2 separate regions of the Pan troglodytes genome follow, and region 1 is linked to region 2. Evidence: chromatin contacts called from public HiChIP or PLAC-seq data. All regions are on one chromosome and are shown on one strand. The core of a region is the stretch at or near the end of the contact, and the rest is flanking DNA. Distances in the headings are between cores, read along the strand shown.

Evidence for each region. HiChIP or PLAC-seq counts read pairs in DNA pulled down with a chosen protein or histone mark.
Region 1: an H3K4me3 HiChIP or PLAC-seq map of stem cell-derived excitatory neurons shows a contact between it and region 2, with 2.9 times the contacts expected there. The contact joins the promoter of PIGY here to the promoter of PPM1K in region 2. A contact is called at or near these places in 1 of 7 Hi-C or Micro-C datasets (stem cell-derived neural progenitor cells) and 1 of 1 datasets of contacts at active chromatin or transcription factors (stem cell-derived excitatory neurons).

Annotation. Positions count from the first base shown.
Region 1 is chr3:89,894,002-89,896,701 of NHGRI_mPanTro3-v2.0_pri, reverse strand. It overlaps PIGY (phosphatidylinositol glycan anchor biosynthesis class Y), which reads left to right and starts at 1,428. Exons shown (of 2, transcript NM_001270955.3): 1 at 1,428-1,731. It overlaps PYURF (PIGY upstream open reading frame), which reads left to right and starts at 1,428. Exons shown (of 2, transcript NM_001270957.3): 1 at 1,428-1,731. The coding sequence starts at 1,529.
Region 2 is chr3:89,654,503-89,657,202 of NHGRI_mPanTro3-v2.0_pri, reverse strand. It overlaps PPM1K (protein phosphatase, Mg2+/Mn2+ dependent 1K), which reads left to right and starts at 1,375. Exons shown (of 7, transcript XM_063809667.1): 1 at 1,375-1,800. It overlaps LOC134809893 (a long non-coding RNA gene), which reads right to left and starts at 1,427. Exons shown (of 4, transcript XR_010156627.1): 1 at 1,145-1,427.

The DNA.
Region 1 (2,700 bases), core at 179-2,678, 240 kb before region 2:
CTCTAATAACGGAAAGTTATGACTGTGAAAGATTGCTTTGTGAGGGAAGGAAGGTGAGGCAACCAGAGACTTTCATTACCTCTTAAATATCTATCCAGTAGAAGTGTTTCCTTTTTGGTATCCTATAAGCTACATTAACCTTAGAAAATCTTCTGAGCATTAGTGAACAAAGAACATCAAAAAATAAACTGTTTTTTTTTAAAAAAAAACAGGATGGCCCAAAAAACAAACAAAAAATTAGGATGAACATATAAACATTTGTCAGTTTATTTTTACATTGGAGTGGAAGAGAAATTTGAAAATATAAACATATTTTTGGATTCTGTACTTCCAGCTCCAGGAACTCAAAGTGTGAAATGATAATGCCCAGTGATGCAAAAAAAAGTTCAGGTTGATATTCAGCAGAACGGAGGGAAAAAATGGATGACTAATGAGAATCTTTGAGTCTTCGGACATGGAAAAACTAGATGAAATAAAAATAAAAATAGACAACATTAATGGAGCATTAATTTGTGCCAGGCACTTTTCTAAATGTTCTTCGAATGCACAATCACATTTATGCCCTACCTACAAGGTAGGTACAATTATTAGTCTTATACAGATAAGGAAAATGAGCAGTTAAGTCATTTGCCAAAGTCATCCAGCTACTGATTGTGGACAGGGAACCAAGCTGTCAGGCCCCAGAGCCCAAGTTCCCATCTACTACACTGTAAGAAAGAGATCTAACATGGTCACTTTCTTGGAGAGTGGGAAGCAAACCTGGGATACAAATTCACTGAATGGATCACCCACTCATTGAATGGATCTTTAACAGGCAGATCACATCTGCCTGTTACACAGTTATTTAGGCCCCTTGAGGCCTCCAAGCTCATTTATAGAAGTAAATTAGCTGTGCTTTATTACGCAAATACTTCACAGTGACTGGGTCTCAGGCAGGAAGAATTTATATATTTTGGAGGGTCAGAGGCCTAGGCCATTCCTTCCAGGTTCTCACTTTTTTTAATGAGAGAGAAAAAAGCCAAACAAGGTTACAGAAACTAATGGTATAGTAAAGATGTACATGAAACAAATGAGCGCTTTCAATACATCCATGACAATACATTCAATACAATACATAACAGTGTGTTTGAAACTTCACTTGGAGGTAACCACGTAGGTCCAAGCCTAACTCCCTACAACTCTGAGGCCTGGCCACTGGCTTCCTAGCATCCTTGCGACAGGCCCCGGTGAAAACCCAGACACCTTGACTTAAACACTGGTTTAGTTTGTAGTCTGGTAAGGCGGCGGGGCACTCACCAGAGGCCCCTGCCCTGGGGCTGTCCTCCGAACTATAGATGACGCCCGTGGGAAAAGCAGTCGGAGCAGAAGCACCCTCTGAACCAAAGCGCCCGCCCCGCCTACTCCTCGGCAGCGTTTCCTGGAGCACCAGGGGGCGGGGCCTGCCCGGCTGGCCTGGACGAACGGGAAGCCGGGAGCTCGGCCACGGGTGGCGAGGCTGCGGTGAGGCCTGGTCTCCGGCTGCCAGACCATGCTGAGTGGAGCACGCTGCAGGCTCGCCTCAGCGCTGCGGGGGACGCGCGCGCCGCCGTCCGCGGTCGCCCGTAGGTGCCTGCACGCGTCGGGGTCGCGGCCTTTGGCCGACCGGGGCAAAAAGACTGAGGAGCCGTCCCGCGCCTTCGATCCGGCGCTGCTGGAGTTCCTGGTGTGCCCGCTCTCCAAGAAGCCGCTCAGGTAACTCGCTGGCCTTGGCCCTTCCTTTGCAGCCTCCCGGTGGACGGAAAGGGAGCGGTGGACCGCGGCCTCTTGCAGCCACTGGGGCCTTGTAGGTCGGTCAGGTACTCTCCGCTGCCATATTCTGGACTCTGTCCTCGCCGGGCGCACAGCGGGCAGGACGGGGGAGACCGGAGGCCAGGGGAGCTGCGTCCCACCTCTCCCAGAACACATCGCCAGCCTGCGGGAATGGCTCGAAGCGTTTTAGGGTTCGCCACCGGCTGCGCATTGCAATCACCCGGGGACCGTTTTAAAAATGCCGATTCCCCGACAGCCCCCAAGACGGGCAGACTTGGAATGCTCGCGGAATGGGACCTGAACATTTGTATTTTCTTTCTTTCTTTTTTTTTTTTTCCTTTTAAGAGACCGGGTGCCCCCTACGTTGCCCAGACTGGCCTAGAACTCCCGCCTCAGCTTCCTCAGGAGTCGAGAGACAGGCGCCGCCCCCACGCCCAGCTTATTTGTGTTCTTAAACGGTCCCTAAATGATTTCTAACGTACCACCAGGTTTATGAACCACTGCGATTCAGGACAAGTCCAAAGCCTTCCGGTTTTTAAGCCAAGATAATGAAAAGTATTGTTGTACCCTCCAGATTCTTGTGAAAGTGTCTTGTACAACTGGTGCCTGACAATCTTAAGCAATTCAGCTGTGTTTGCTGCCCAGTGGCTCTTAGTTGTGGCCTAGCAGGTTTCGTAGAAGCCTCTTTAACTAGTTTTTGGGAAGACAGCTCTACAGTTTCCAAGCTACCAAAATTGAATATTGACAACACTAACGCTAGTATTACAAATCGCATAAACACCAAAATGTTATCAGTGGTTATCTTTGAATGGTAGATTGCTAGCAATTTTTCGTATTTCTTTTTCCCGTAATAAACATATTATTCAATTTTCTCGAACCTTGAAATTATCATTTGATTTACGTTTATAACTA
Region 2 (2,700 bases), core at 126-2,625:
CTCTACAAAAAATATAAACATTAGCTGTGTATGGTTGAGCGTGCCTGTAGTCCCAGCTACTTGGGAGGCTGAAGTGGGAGGATCACTTGAGCCTGGGAAGCAGAGGTTTCAGTGAGCTCAGATAGCGCCACTGCACTCCAGCCTGGGCAGGAGTAAAACCCTGTCTCAAAAAAAAAAAAAAAAGAAAAAAGAAAAAAGAAAAAAAAAGAAAGAAAAAAGAAAAAAAAAAATCCAGGAAGTCTATGAAAAGACATCAACTCAACATAATATTACTCAAGGTTATTACTATAATTTGTGAGCCGTCAATATGAGAGTCACTCTCTAACCTGGTTATTAAATGCACTGGATTCAAAACAGTTGTCCCTGGCCTAGAATAACTAAAATGCCAAATCAAGTTAATTATTTATCTTTAAAATCTCTAATCTCTCTGCTCTTCTCTCCCTTCAGTGATATTGTCATAGTTTAATCAAAGTCATCTTCCACCTTAAATTTCATCTGTCATCATCTCCTAATCAGTTTCCCAATAGCTTATTTTAACTGTTCTTTGCACACTAACCAAAGTGATGTAAAGTCTAAACCCAGACCCTTTCACTTCTTTTTTTCGAATGCCTCAATAGAAGCCCATTAAATTTAAAATGTAATGCCAACTCCAAGCCCCTGTCTGCCTCATCTCTCTCACATCATGCTGTTCTTTCCCTCCCTCAATATGCTGGAGACACTTTGGCTTTCTTTCTGTTCTTCCAAAACGCCAGGCTGTCCCACCGAGAGACCTTTGTCTGCTGTCCCCTCTGCCCAAAATAATTCATCATTTTATTGGTTCCATGGCTGAATGACTGATGGTTTAAATGCCATCTTATAAGGTTCTCATATAACAATCGTATCTGAAGTTATCCTCCAGTGTCCACACCATGTCTATTTCTTTCCTTGACATGATTAATTACTATTGTATGTGCTTGCTTACTTGTTGGTTTTCTCCCTCTTCTTTGTTAGACTGAAAATTCTATGAGGGCAGCTATCGTGTCTAGCTGTGTTAGGGGCGTATCCCCAGTGCCTAGCAAATGTATAGCATACAAGACGTCCTTCAATAAACACAGAAATACTTGTTTAATGAATGAATAGACATTCCCGAAAGATCACAAGATACCTGTTCAGCCACGAAGAAGACTGCACTGTGCACTGCTTTTCAAAGACATGGCAGTGAAATCAGATGCCTTTCAAATTCTAAGCCTAAGCAGTATTGGCATTCCGTTCTCGGTTTCCTGGCTGTCACAACCACAGTCCCTTAGCCCGAAGCGAAACCCCCTCCGCGCTCCGCCCGCTGGCTAGGTACCAAGTCTCGCGGCCCCACCCACCGCGCAAGCGCGCCCCCTCTTTGGCTGGGGCGCTAACCTCGGGAGGGCGGGGCGCCGCCGCGAGCCACCACTGGCACAGGGTGACGTCGCTCCGCCGCGCAGCTGGAAGCCTGCGAAGTCAAATAGCAGCCGCGGGGAGGCTCGTTCCCATCGGCATCTGTGACTGGCTGCGATCGAGGGCCCGGGCGGCCGGCCAGCCGTCTCGCCGAGTGCCGACTGGCCGGATCTGCTGTCAGTCAGCGGGAACAGACTTCTCCCTCTCCATCTGGTCAACTGCGGGAGAAAAATTTTCGAGAATTTCCAGCAGGCAAGGCAGTGGCCGCTTTGACTGCTTGCTTCGGAGATCCGAGACGACGGAGAAGGCACTCTTATTTACCGACCAAGAAAGCTCCTCCCCCGTCCTCCGTTAGCTAATGAAAACATTTTTCAGGGACGTAGCCATCCAGAGGTAAGAGCCTAGAGAGTGCAATTCATTTATTTCTGCTAACCATGTATGCTGTTCTTTATTGGCGGTCGCGGAATGGAGAGTAAACGGAGAAGGGTTTCCCGGGAGGGCGAAGGGGAGACGTCGGTTTCCGTTCCCCCGCCCCCCGAGTCGGCGCTTGGCCGGCGGCCTCTCGGAGTTCTCAGAGCGCCGCTTTCTTCCCTTTGGAGGTCGTGAGCAGCTCGTCGGGGTGGGGCGGGGCCCAGCTGGGCTGCCTGCGCCCCGGGCGGCGGGTTTCCAGCCCAGACTGCGCTCGGCCTTGAATGTGGCCGCAGGCTGGAGGGCCGGCGCGGCGCGAGGCGGGCAGGGTGGGTGGACTGGAGACCCTTGCCCGAGGCCCCGGAAGCGAGGATGCTGCGGGGTGGGTGCCGCGTTGCCTCCCGGGCGAGGGAAACGTGGCGACAACGGGCTCGGTACGCCCAGAGGGAGGTTGGGAGGCGGAGGCCTGGCGGCAGAAGGTGCCGAGGGAGCCCAGCTATTTGCGAGGCTTCGCAGGCAGGCGGGCGTGTGTTCTTCCCACCGTGTGTCACCCTGGCCACCCGCCTGTCAGGGCCAGCGAGCCGAGGCCAGGATCCTGAGCTGTACCCAGGTGAGCATTTCAGGAGGTCCGGCATCGAGAAGGATGCACAGCCCCGGCTGGTTTTGATCCGAAGACTTGGGTTTTACTTTGCGCAGGGAGCGCTGTAGTACTCAAGGCATTGTAGCTGGTGATGTCTTTTTCAGCAGCCGCTTTCTGTACATGAGAGAATTCACCGGATGTGACAGAGGCTCCAGGTGGAAATAGCCAGGGAATTTGCAGTCTCAAAAGCTCCACGGGCTTTTCTGAGCCTCCCACTGTTAACGTGCAGCAAGGCCTCATCGGTT